Linked DNA regions of Oryctolagus cuniculus: region 1 is linked to region 2. A link is a contact called in public Micro-C data. All regions are on one chromosome and are shown on one strand. The core of a region is the stretch at or near the end of the contact, and the rest is flanking DNA. Distances in the headings are between cores, read along the strand shown. Region 1 overlaps APP (amyloid beta precursor protein). Region 2 holds the start of APP (amyloid beta precursor protein).

Region 1 (6,725 bases), core at 227-2,726, 270 kb after region 2:
GTAGAGCAGCCGGAGAGGGTGTCAGGGGTTAAATCTCAGGCTGGATCCCTGTTGTTTGGCCCAACTTGGTGCCATGTTTGTGGGGACATCAGTGATACACATCCTGCTGCTTTTACTGCACGTCATATGATTTAGTGTTCACTGCCCCTCCTGCAAGATTCCATCCCCAGCTGAATACTCCTGACACCACAGTAATGCAGCAAAACTAAATCGAGAGAGACTGTTGTATCTGGACGATCTGGTAGTTGCACTATAAATTCCTCCGGTTATGGTGAAGCCATCCCAAGAGTCAAGTTTAGGGAGAAAGAGATGTGCAAGGGACATAAACCAAAGGGTATTCAGCAGTTCTAGTCGAAGCTATTTTAGGACGAGGTCAGTCAGGCTGTTTGGACTCAGCTCTTTCCAATGTGTGCAGCCACACTGCAGCACAGTACAGGGAGCCCCAGGTCTCTCTGGAAGATGCAATGCATGGCACCACGAGCCAAATGAAGTCTTCAGGTCAGTCACCACTGCTGTCCAACCTAGGCAGTCCAGACTGAACATTCAGAGGTGGTGTGCATGGATGTTTTCGTCTCAGCCACTGACAGATGCTCCTGTCTGGGGGTAGGGTCCGGGATCTGTCCCTGACCTCTTTGTTCATCATTGCTTCCAGAACAATCACTACTCAATCAAACCTCCCCGACTCTGCTTTAAGGAAATGATTTTGCTGCGTTGGTGCAGGGACCTTGTCTGCACAGGGTCACCACGTGGCTGGCCTTTGTATGGTGGCCCATGTCACTGCTGTGGCTTAGCCACCAAGAAGGGCTTGATGAGCCTTGATGAAGAGGAAGGTTCACCCTCGAGTGGTAGCTTTATCCATAGATGTGGATTCTTGGGTTTTTCTCTTCTTTAAGGAGATCAGGGATAAAAAGACATAGCGTAGCCTCCTTGGGTGCCATCCTGTGCAGATAATCCCCTTCTGTAGCTCCTGAGCCCCTTGAAGTCTGAGGGCCAAGCCGCCCCACAGCAGGAATAGCAAGACTTTGCTGCCCTCCCAGTGGCAAAGGTTAACGAGAATTTGCTAGAAGAACCAAGGCCCCAAGAAGTCAGGTGCTTGATTGCACACCGACCTCTGAGCATTGCATTTCCAGCAGGGCTCTAAGCGGCTTTGGAATTTGAAGAGGAGGTAAAGCTACTAAACTTCCAGGTGTTCCCTGCAAATAGTTACTGGCAGCCGGTGTGAACGCTGATGTGCCTCTTGCAGGAGATAAAACTATGATATTCCAACAACCAACCAGCATTAGGGTTTTTCCTCCCTGCAAAAGTACAGCCATTTTGTACTAAACAAGTTAATTTTTTTAACCCTGACATTCCCCAAAATCTCAGTTAGGAGGTGATGCAAACAGATACCCGAATGCAAGGCACATACTGCTGCAGACAGGCCCTGCCAAACAGGTCAGAGCTTGAATGGAATTCCTCCTGCTCACCTTTCACGGAGGTGGTTGAATTTCACAAGCCTGTGGCTAATGATGCAATTCCCAGGGGAGCCAGGTGAGCTCATTTGTTGACAAGGATGCAGAAGAAAGAAAGAGGAAGGGGTGGGGAATACACCTGCGAGTGACTTCCCAAGGGTGGTGATGCGCAACAGCTCCTTGAGAGAGTGTGGCTCTTGGGGAGCGATTGTTGGCAACATTGTTCTGAGGGAGAAACGCCCAGCCCTGTCCTTGAACTCACCAAGGATGTGGCTGCAGGTGACAGTTAATGGGGGGCATGCTGTCCTTCTGTGAAAGAACCTTTAAGAATCAGGACACCCCATGGAGGAAACACTGTGCAGAGGCACAAGGAAGCCAGATGTGTGTCTGTTCCAGCTGCCTGAGCTTAGTCAAGGGGATTCCACTTCCTGCCCAGACTAAACTGCCAGTCGGTCCATGAAGTGGGGTCGTGCAGAGGCCCACAGCGGAACCTGATTATTTACTTGCTAGCCTGTGGGGCGTAGTCATGGCATCCCCACTCCAGCCCCAGGCCTGAGTCCTGGCGCCCACACCATGTGCTCTCTGGCAGTTTTCCCAGGCTTGGTTCAGAGGCACCGCTGCAGTGGGGCGGCTGTGTGCTCTCAGAGCCAGGCCAGATGGGCTGTCAGGGAACAAGGCTGCACAAGATGCCAAATGTCAGTTGACAACTCCTAAGTGGTAGGGAAAGGGCCTGCAGCAGTCTAGAAATGAGGTGGGAGGCCAGTTTCATCATGCACACACTGGAGAATATCCCTTGAGAGGAAAACCGTCTGCTTGGTGCATCAGCACATTGCTATAGGAAACATGCTTGTTCCTCCTCATGACGTGTGTGTGTGTGTGTGTATTCTCTTGGCCTGCCAGTGGTTCCAGTAGGAAATTTTTTAATTCATTCAGCAAAATTAAATACCTTCTCTCTTCTCTATACTGGGAGAAGTATAGTATGTGTCTCTGTACCTTTCAATTTTTAAAATTTGAAGTGATGTGTGCATATCAAGGGGGCTACTACTTGGCACAATAAAAGAAGAATTTAGGGAAGACTTGCTGGTTTTGATTATAGGAAGTCTTTTTCTGAGCTAAGCCCCAAGGGCTGTAGGATGCTAAGGGGCTACATACAGAGTGCAAGACAAAGATCTTCCACTCACTGGTTCACTCCCCAAATCCCACAACAGCAGGCCTGGCTGGGCCACCCTGAAGCCAGAAGTCCAGAACTCCATCCAGGCCTCCCACATGTTTGGTAGGGACCTGTGTACTTGAGCCATCGCCTCTGCCTCCCAGGGTGCACATCAACAGGGGGCAGAAATCTAGAGTGGAGCTGGGACTCATTCACACATGGGATGGGGTCATCCCAAGTGGTGTCATAACCACTGCTCTAAACACCCACCCCTACCATTGTTTTAGTTATTAAGACTGTCAGACCTGACATTTGTGACATTTGATGAAGATGGGCGAATAGCAGTTTAAGAAACAGTGGTTTTTCTACATGGCTCTGGGTGTCACCCAGTCTGTTCTACTGAATCCCTTTCTGTGAGGCTCTTGCCTTTCTTTCTAGGTAACCACCATACTCTGAAGTAAAACAGCCTTCCATCATAGCTCTTCAACCTTATTAAGCAAACAGGGAGTTACCCAGTTACTGTTGTGTTGAAGCAACAGCAACCAATGAGCACTTTGCAGTCAAGGCTCTCGGCGCCACCTGGTGGCGAGAGGAAACATATACATAACTCGTGGCAAAGGCACTCTGCTCTAAGTCAAGGTTCAGGAGGAAAGGAGAAAAATCCTCAGTGTTCTGCAATCTTTGCAAAAGAAGAGTAGCACACTCCTTTTTACGGCTCTGCCAGTACTGTGCACAGGTATTGCACTGTGCACTTTTTTTATTTGACAGGTAGAGTTAGAAAGGTCTTCCATCCAATGGTTCACTCCCCTAAAGGCCACCACGGCTGGCGCTGTGCCCATCCGAAGCCAGGAGCCAGATGCTTCCTCCTGGTCTCCCATGCGGGTGCAGGGCCCAAGGACTTGGGCCATCCTCCACTGCCCTCCAGGGCCACAGCAGAGAGCTGGACTGGAAGAGGCGCAGCTGGGACTAGAACCCGGCGCCCATATGGGATGCCGGCACTGCAGGTGGAGGATTAACCAAGTGAACCCACAGTGCCGGTGCTGCATTGTGCACTCTTACAAGATTTTTAATTCAATGCTCATCCCTGCTTTTCAGGTTGACGCAGCTGTGACCCCTGAGGAGCGCCACCTCTCCAAGATGCAGCAGAACGGCTATGAGAACCCAACCTACAAGTTCTTCGAGCAGATGCAGAACTAGACAACCGCCACAGCAGCCTCTGACGTTGGACAGCAAACCATTGCTTCACTACCCATCGGTGTTCATTTATAATGTGGAAAGAAACAAGCCCTTCGGTTTTATTATTTACTCATTATCGCCTTTTGACAGCTGTGCTGTAACACAAGTAGATGCCTGAACTTGAATTAATATACAGATCAGTAATGTATTTTCTCTTGACATTTTGGTCACCATACTACATTATTAATGGGTTTTGTGTACTGTAAAGAATTTAACTGTATCAAATTAGTGCATGAATAGATTCCTGATTATTTATCACATAGCCCCTTAGCCAGTTGTATATTATTCTTGTGGTTTGTGACCCAATTAAGCCCTACTTGAAATATGCTTTAAGAATCGATGGGGGGTGCTTCCTGTGAGCGTGGGAGTTTAGCTGCTTCTCTTGCCTAAGTATTCTTTTCCTGATCACTATGCATTTGAAACATTTTTAAGTATTCCAGATGACTTCAAGAATTTCTTTCCATGATTGCATTTTACTGTACAGATTGCTGCTTCTGCTATATTTGTGATATAGGAAATAAGAGGATACACGTTTATTTCTTTGTGCCTGTTTTATATGCACACATTAGGCATTGAGAATTTCAACTTTTTTTGTCCATGTATCTTTGGATCTTTGATTAAAAAAAGAAAAACAAGAAGAATCCCTGTTCATTGTAAGCACTTTTACAGGTGGGGGGGTGGGAGTGCTCTGCTGGTCTCAAATAAGCAAGAATCCTCCCCAAAACTTTTTCTGCAGGATGATTGTACAGAATCATTGCTTATGACATGATAGCTTTCTACACTGTATGACATAAATAAATTAAATAAAATAACCCTGGGCAAGACTTTTCTTTGAGGGATGTCATCCTGTGGACCTTAAACAGTCAAAATAATTTTGGGTGCAGAGAAAGGCAAATTCCATTTCCTTTTGTCACAAGAAAATGCAGACCGAAGAGGCGAAGGGCCTGGGGAAGGCATGCATAGACAGACCCTTGGGACTTGTCTTTAATTCGTACGCAATGGTATTTTTTTCATGTAAAGAAACACATTCTTAGATGAGTGCCAGTGTGCAGTGTGGATGACTGAACTGATCATCTTGATTATTTAGTGAGCTGTAGACCAGAGAGAAACTTCCCATATTGGGCATTCATACTCGTGTGACTTAGTTGAGTAGGAAATTGGGGCCAGCATCTATCTCCCAGTGCTGCTACAGTGTCTCCTAGACCTAAAAGTTTTGACTTGGCCAAGTCCTCAAGAGTGTCCCAAATAAGAGAGACAAAGTTCTGAGGACATAAGAATTAAGACCAGCCAATAGTCGTCTCTAACGCAGTTTTTTGACCTAGCACTATCGATGTTTTTCGGGGAATAATGCTGTGTTGTGGGACCTGTCCGGAGCACTGCTAGATGTTTAGCAGCACCAGCAATCAAACATGACTCCAGGCCTTGCCAGGTGTCCCTAGGGGGAGCCAAGTCACCCCCACTTGTAGTTTAACTGAATGTCATGTAGACAGAGGTTTTTACTGGAGAAGTCTTCAGGCTGCCATAACAGAATAGCAGACTGAGTGGCTGAGACAATGAACCTTATTTCTCCAGTTCTGGAGGCTGGAAGCGTGAGGTCTAGGGAGGGCGGCCTTCCCCTCACAGATGGCCACCTTCTCACTGGACCTCCCACGATGGAGAAGTTCTAGTCCCTGCGTTTGAGGTGGGCACCAAACCCCCCAGGAGGACTTTACCCTCCTGACCTCATCCAACTGTTATCGCCCCCCAAAGGCCCCACCTCCAGAAAACCTCGGATCTGACTGCTACTCCTGCTACTCCCAAGACCTTAGAACACATTGTCCCTGCTGTTTTTGCAGGGCTGCGCTTGGCCACGTGTTCACCTGAGACTCCACCAAGCACCTGTTAGCTTTAGATTGCAGCCTTTTAAATAAAACATTAAGCCAGAGGAGTAATCATAATAGTTTCATCCTGTCACTCCGCAGTATGAACAAACAGCTAAAATTCATCTAAGTGTATCCTGTTTTCGTGAGCGCAAAATTGCCTGCTAGGGCAATTATACAGGATTGCTGTATGAGGGTACTTGGAAAAGTTCATGGAAAATGGAACTAAAAAGTTTATTTTGAAAGCTGCATATATGAAATACATGAAATTTGTTCTTTATGTAATTTTTAATAAAAAAAAAGTTTCATGGGAGGGGCTGATGCTGTGGCATAAAGGGTAAAGCCACTGCCTGCAGTACCGGCATCCCACGCGGGTGCCAGTTAGAGTCCCGGGCGCCTGGGAAAGTAGTAGAAGATGGCCCCAGTCCTTTGGCCCCTGCACCCACGTGGGAAACCCAGAAGAAGCTCCCAGCTCCTGGCTTCTGATAGGCCCAGCTCCGGCCGTTGCAGCCATTTGGGGAGTGAACCAGTGAATGGAAGACCTCTCTCTGCCTCTGCCTCTCTGTTATTCTGCCTTTCAAATAAATAATAAATATATCTTTAAAAACTTCATGGGAAAATAGAATTTTTAAAATGTTTAATTTTTTGCCAAAAAATCCCGAAATTCATGTATACAAGCAATATAAAAATGTGTGGGAAATGCATATTATTAATAAACTACATGGATTTCAGCATTTTTCAATCAAAACTTAATTCCCTTTTTTCCATGAACATTTTGAAAATATGCATGTTATGATTTATATGAAAAATTCAATATATGGATACAGATTGATACATGTATTAGTATATTAAAATTAAAAAATGGACACCTTGTAGTCTTGGTTCTTAAACTCACGTAGAGTGAAAGGATTCTCCAGGTATCTGGAGATTGTTCAGTGAGTAGGTCATTCATGTAAGACTAAAGCGCAAACAGATGACAGTAGTAGTTGCCTACCCAAACTCAGTGAGGCCTGGGGAAAGCAGTGGAGG
Region 2 (7,016 bases), core at 1,948-4,447:
GTGTCAGCTGGGTTGGTGTCCTCTGAGGGCCCTCTTCTTGGCTGCAGATGCCATCTCTTTGTGTCTTTACAGAGTCCTTCCTCTGCAGGTTCGTGTGTCCTCATTTCTTCTTATGAGGACACTGGTCATACTGGGACTGGGTTAGGACTCCACCTAATGACCTAATTTTAACTCCGTTATCTCTGTAAAGACCCCTATCTCCAGGGCCAGTGGTGTAACGAATAAAGCCATAGACAGCAATGCTGATATCCCTTATGGGTGTTAGTTCATGTCTCCTCCACTTCTGATCCAGCTCCCTGCTAATGGCCTGGGGAAAGTGGCAGAGGATGGCCCATGTGCTTGGGCCCATGCTACCCACGTAGGAGACCTGGAAGATGTTCTTGGCTCTTGGCTTTGGCCTGGCCCAGTTCTACCATAACAGCCAACTGTGGAGTGCACCAGCAGGTGGAATTTCTCTCTCTCTCTCTGTAACTTTTTCAAACAAATAAATAAAAATCTTAATAGATGAGAAAATCCTGTCTCGAAACACAGCTCCATTTTGAGGGGCTGGGAGTCAGAACCTCAGCCGAATTATGCAGGAAATACAAATGGGAGATTTGGTAGTACATGTGACCAACCGGAGTCCGATGTAGCTGCTAAAGAAAAAAAAATTCACCTGGAATGTTAGGCTGCAGACTGAAGCAGCACTAGACAGACTATTCCACACTGCAGTGGTTGGAGTATGCTTGAAGTATTGCACGTAGACATACCAGAACACAGGGCGGGGAAGGAACCAGAAGCTACGCTGCTGATGCAACTACTGAAGGAAGTGCCTGTTCCATCTTGTAAGGAGAGGATTCCGGAGGCAAAAGCAGCATGAGAACTCCTGGCAAATCTGTGACGATCTGCAGTGTGGGGAAGAATTGCCCTGCCTGGTCACCGGGGATGCAGCGAGAATATCTGAGTGGGAGTTTCAAAGAAAGAGATGTAGGCTTTCAATGGGTGAAGAATTTTCTAGTAACCAGACTGTTCTAAGAATGTGCTGACTGAGGAGCTAGTGAATGTCTCCCACATGGAGGAATGCAAGAGCCAAGGCTGGGGATGATGATGACGTGGGGATCAAGCTGATGCTTGGCCCCTTCCCCGGCTTCCTAGGGCTCTGGCTAGCGCTGGGCCTGTAGCTCTGGCTAAAGGATTCTGGAAGATCCTCAGGGCAGGCAATGGCCATTAAATGCAGAAGAGAAATGTAAAAAGCTTGGGATCTCAGGACAACACATGGAGAACACCCAGCGTTCTAACAAGGTCAGCAGCGAGGCATCGTCCCGTAGGGAACATCTCGACCAGGCAATGTGTGAGTGTGGTGAATTCCAGCACTGGAAACCGCGACATCGAAGAACTCCAATTTTTATAGATTATAACCTCATCTCTGTGTGTTTGAATTTCATGCTCCAGCAGCATCTGTTATTCTTGAAAGCTACTTCCTCCCTCTCAGGCCCGGATTTATGGATGTGCAACCTGTGTGGTCTCACAGGCCCTGCACCCAGCAGCAGCCCACACGTGGCGCGTCTGCTGTTGCCATCCTAGGGTTCCTAATTTTGGAACAAAGAGCCCATATTTTCATTTTGCACCAAACCCTGCAAAATGTATAGCTGTTGCTGCACCTTCCAGGGGTCTTCTCTTGGGGCTTTTTTTTTTTTTCCTCAAAGAAGCCTGAGACAGATTGGAAATCTTGGTTGTAGGTAAATGCGTACGGGAAGCAGCGGGCTATGGAGAGTCCAAGCTGGGTTCTTCCTGTAGCCTGTTCCTTGCTGCCTCTCCTCCTGTCATTCACTTGCTGTCAGATGTGGGAGGGGTTCAATAGCTTCAGTTTCCTGACTTACAAACAGGAATGCCAGTAAGGGGCCTGCCTCACTTTTGCAGGTGGGAAACGGCATGAAGCACGTAAACCCATATTGCATGGAAACAAGCATTTGTGACCATTTGCTGAGGACAAAGGACAGTGAGTCAGGACTGAACACCTGGGGCAGGGGAAGAGAGAAGATGACATGGAAGGGAGCTGGGAGATAAATGCCCACTCCTCAGGAAGAAAGTCTGCAGCCCCCTTGGCTGGACACTGTCCAGCAGTGCACCAAACAGGTGACAGGAACCACAGGCTGCAGTGCAGCTCGTGGGAAGGGCCAGAGTCCTCCCCGGCTTCACCGCCTCCCACCCGCCAGCCCCTGCGGACTTGTAGCCTCGGTGACACGCGCTACTTCAGCTCAGGAGCAGGGGACACATCTGGGAGGTTCCAGATCATTCTAGACTAGCTGGACCCTGCGCACTGGCCTGTTTGTATGTAATCAAGGAGCAGTGGCTTTGCGGAAGGTTCACTTCTGTTAACTCTGAGCAGACACAGGGAGAACAAGGACCGAAGGCGAGGTCACTGACAGTCCCTTTCTCGGAAAAAAAAAAAAAAAAAAAGAAAAGAAAAGAAAAGAAAAGAAGGTAAAACGAACATAAATGCAAAAAGAAAAAAAAATAACACAAAACCCCGTCTTTCAGGAAGAAGTAAATGGGTCGCCCGATTCTTGCCTAGGTCCACAGCTTTTTCTCCTTTGGTTCAATCTAAAGATAGACATTCCAGGTTGCTGCCGGCTGCTTTTGACATGAAAAAAAAAAAAAAATGAGGCTTTTGCTCTCTGAACAAGCAAAGACATCCTAGTGCCTTGAAGCCTCTCCTGCTCCCATTCTCTCCCAGAAACGCCTGCCCCACCTCTCCAAGTCGGTACAAAAACCGAAATGCGGATCAAGACGCAGCCCAGCAGCAGCCCTTTATACGACGTCCCCGGGAGGCCTGCGGGGTCGGCTGATTCAAGCTCTCGGGAGCGAGCAGGGAGCGCTCCCGACTTTTCTGGAGCCCAGACGTCCTAGGACTCACCTTCCCCCGATTGCGCACCGTCCCTCTCCTGGCCCAGGACTCTCCCTCCCACTGTTCCCAGGTGGGCGCCGGCCGGCGAGGGAGGAGCGCGGGGCGCTGGCGCGGCGCCCACAGCGCTGCACCTGTGGGCGCCGGGGGCGCGGGCCCCTGCGGGCGTGAGCGGGCGCAGCTCCCCGGCGGCTCCGCTAGGGGTCTCTCTCGGGTGCCGAGCGGGGCGGGCCGGATCAGCTGACTCTCCGGGCTGCGAGCCCTGCCGCCGCACTCCGGCTTCGTCAGTTTCCTCAGCGGCGGTAGGCGAGAGCACACGGAGCAGCGCTGGTGCGGGACCCCTGGAGACGGCGGCGGCGGCGGCGCGGGCAGAGCAAGGGCGCGGCGGATCCCACTCGCAGAGCAGCGCACTCGGTGCCCCGCGCAGGGTCGCGATGCTGCCCGGTTTGGCACTGCTCCTGCTGGCCGCCTGGACGGCTCGGGCGCTGGAGGTGGGTGCCGCGCCTCGGAAGGGGGTTGGGTGTGTGTGTGTGGCGGGGGGACATTACCCCCCCCCAGTCTCTAATACGGAGAAGTCTGGGGTGGTCGCGGGGACCCCGCTGCCCTCCACCTCCGCTCGCTGGTGCCCTGCGCATCCCGCCCTCGGCCCAGCCCTGCCCTGGGGACGCGCGCTCCAGCCCTCGGAGGCGAGGGGTCGGCTGGGCGACCGGGCACCCCTGTTCACGGGCGAGAAGGGGAAGGGTCGACGCTAATGCTGGACCCCGACTCAGTCCTTACCTCGCGAGCGGGGGCTGGGAAAGGCGAGAGGCGTCCAGATGGGGGAAGGGGAAGGGAGCACGTGGGGGAAAAGCCGAAAACGCAGCGTCCCCGGATCCGGGGTCTGAAATCCGTGCCCTTGGCTTTCTCTGAGGCCCCGGGACCGCTTGGGAAACCGGGGGCCCCCCTCGCTTCTCTCTGCCTCCTCCGCCCCGTTTCACCTTCCTTTCCCGCCCCCCACTCCCTTCCTTGCCCAAATCTCCTCATTCCCCTTGCCGGCTGCCGGCGGCGGCCCCCCTGGCCGGGGCCGGCGTCGGGGTCGCGCACCGCCTTCCGCAGGCAAACTTTGAGCATTTCTGCGTCTCCCTTTTGTGTTAAGTTGCGAGAGATGGGAGGGGTCGGAGACCCAGAGCCAGCCCGAAGCCTGGGCGTCCCGGGCGTTCGCTCGCCCCTTCGGCTGCTTCCCCAAAAAGGGAGAGGAAGGGTCCCGGGAACAAAAGCCGCCGCACTCCGCCCTGGCGGGCCGGGGCGCGGTGGCTGAGCCGCGGGGGTCTCCGTGCGCCACGGAGGCTCCCGGCGCTGCGTGTCCGCCCGGGAGGGGGCTGGGGCTTCTCCGGGCGAGCCCTGGGGCCTCTCGGCTTCCCAGCCCCGAATCGCCTCCCGGGCGTGTGTGTTCCGTGCTGGGCTGCAGAGTCCTTGGGGGAGGAGTGCGCGGAGAGCGGGCTGTGCGTCTGGCAAAGGGCAGTGGCGGGTGATGGGGAGGCACGGGCTCTCCCCTCCTGGGCATCAAAGGAGGCGTTTGTCTGATTAAGGCGCGGCCTCCCGCCTGGCAGCTCTGGGGACTCTGGTTGAGTCCCCCCGGGGGCGCAGGATGCTGGGGAGGTCCGCAGGGTCTCTTTTTTTAGGGTGCAGATAAAAGGATTGAATTGAGTGAAGATTAAGACGGAGAAGATGGCGCCTCTGCAGTGCAGCAGAGAAAAGCTGCGAGGAGGCTGCAGCCTGGTGAAATCCACCCACCACTAGGTGTATAACAAGTCTGCCCCATTCATCCAACTCGCGAACCTTCAGCGAACGCCCTGCAAATGACTGCTTTTCTTTTTATCTAAAGATGCTCCGAAGTTGTTTGCTTGACAGTTGGGGCAGAGGAGGTTGCATTTTGCATCGGTTTTGCTCCCTGTCTTAACTAGTGCAGCCTCCCCTCCCAGTCCCCCCCCCCCTTTCCCCCCTACCTCATAGTAATTTTCCAAAAAAGCAATTTCCGGACTAGTGTTTTCCTGCAGTTCCACCGAAGCTGTGCAATCACACTATTACAGTTTCTTGGTCCGTAATTTGCAAGGTCATTGAACTTTTTTCCTCTCTGGTTTTTACCCACAAGTGCCTCAAGAATCACCTTAAGGCTACTTAAGATCGGTTTTTATTATTTTTTTAAAGAGTCCAAGAATTTGGTTTTCCATATTTTTAGAGAATGTATTTTCTATCTGATGACATTTGTATAATTATTTCACTTTTGCCTGATTCTCTAACTTGCAAATTTGAAAACACAATTAAATCATTAAAAGCATATCACAACAATTATTTTTGAAGCTTTTATCAGAACAAGTATTTAACTTTCTTGAGCAATTTTTTTTCTCATAAAAAGCAGCAGCCTGTAGGCACCTATGCTTCAGTTCTAATTTGGGGGCTGTTTGATTGCGTTTCTTGGCTTTTTCTGCTATGCTACTGGATATTTCCACGGGTTGTTGTCATCTCCTTCCTTTCAAGGGTGCAGGTGAGATTCCCATTAATCCATTTGCAAAGTGTTGGTAGAGGGTGGGCAAGTCACGCTAATGAGGTTCACAGGGAATTTAACCAGAGCTTGGAAAACAGGTCTGCTGCAGGTGTCCGTAGCACAGAAGTATTAAAGGCAAGGATCGTGGGGCCGCGCCTTGGGAAGCGCTGGGATTACCTGGCCTCAAGATCTTGTGCGCCTGGGCTCAGCAGACCTTGACGTTTATTTACTTAGTTGTTTCAACCTACGCTTCTTAAGTTTTATTTCCCTGTAGTGAGGGCTTAGCCTAATCACAATTGCCTTGGTGGTGTTGGTGCTGATTCTCAGATGATAGAAACCCACTGCTAACACAAGCCCTGCTCCAAGGGTTAGAAAACTTGCATGCCAACTAGGGAAGCTGAGGGCTTTTGCAAGGAATGACCTTTTCTTGCTGACCCCTGGGGAGCCATAATGACTGGCCAGCTGCAAAACTCCTCACTTGTAGCCATAACCAGCAGAGGCTCCTGACAGAGGTACTTGCAAGGCTGTTAATACTGCAGAGGAGTTAGGAGATAGAATAAATCTGAGTCCAGCTCAGGAATGCAAGATCACAGGGTTAAATTAGGACTGATTTTAAAAATAATGAAAAACAAATGTGATCGATTGAATATGGGTTTGAAGGAAAATGGAGGGTATATGATTCAGGCTTTTCCTTTATGCTGGAGGATTCCTATTTCATGTTACTGCTATGGCGTAGGGGAGTCTTCCATATAGATACTTGTATGTTGATGAAGGTTGTCAGTCATTCTAGAAATGCAGGTAGCTATTATGTGCCTGAAGAAACGAATAAAAAGTACAACACAATTCACTAAAAATATGTTTCTGCAAATTTTATTACCTTTAGAGATTTATGGCATCTTTTATTAATACATTCCTTTTTGAATCTCTCTCTCATTGTATCCATTATGTATGCGCAAGTAAACCTGTACCTGTGCACTTGAAATGTAAACTTTCCAGAATGTAAGGTTTAGTTTGCATGCATGCACTTTATATCCGCCCTTTCCCAGGTCTTTTGCAAGGTAAATAAAGCATGCACGTGATTATAAAAGAAAACCAAATGTGTTAAGGACCGGAAGGAAAGTACAGGGTAAGTGGCATACGGAGTAAAAGTGATCCAGAGTAAACACCTATATTTAATGTGTAAAGGAACAAGGGATGAGATAATCTGGAGCATTTCCTGGTGGTAAATTTCCAGCCAGGTTTGTATCCTGGGGCTGGAGAGTGAGGCTAATCTCGGCATTTACCATATTTGTTTACATGGCTCTCGGCACCTCTCCACACACACACACACACACACACACACACACACACACACACACGAGTGTAGGCGGGGCCTTTGTCTTCATCATTAGGGCTGGGTGAAGGTGAGGTTCTTAAATCCTAAAAGAATGAGAAGGGTTGGGCTTTGATTACTTTTCATCTATTCAGTAGGGACATTCTTATTGATTCTTTTTTTTTGGGCCAAGCCCTGTCCCTCCACCGTGATGCTATGTGGTAAGCAAAACCATCTTTTCCTTCAGGAAGCTTCCAGTCTTCTGGGGAAGGCAGACAAGGAACAAATCCTGAGGC

What was found. A called contact is a pair of places that touch in the nucleus more often than the background predicts.
Region 1: a contact with region 2 is called in a Micro-C map of ear pinna, with 12 times the contacts expected there. The contact joins the enhancer-like site here to the promoter of APP in region 2. A contact is called at or near these places in 3 of 6 Hi-C or Micro-C datasets (ear pinna, psoas muscle and an unstated tissue).

What each region holds. Positions count from the first base shown.
Region 1 is chr4:19,957,070-19,963,794 of mOryCun1.1, forward strand. It overlaps APP (amyloid beta precursor protein), which reads left to right. Exons shown (of 18, transcript NM_001195669.1): 18 at 3,697-4,649. The coding sequence ends at 3,798. Among named protein-coding and RNA genes, the nearest start is that of ATP5PF, 190 kb to the right of the region's middle. Within about 2 kb of position 1,477, at least 4 of the 8 cell types and tissues checked have an H3K27ac peak or open chromatin away from gene starts, as enhancers often do. A contact at or near this core is called in ear pinna, where this site is marked.
Region 2 is chr4:19,687,575-19,694,590 of mOryCun1.1, forward strand. It overlaps APP (amyloid beta precursor protein), which reads left to right and starts at 3,198. Exons shown (of 18, transcript NM_001195669.1): 1 at 3,198-3,375. The coding sequence starts at 3,319.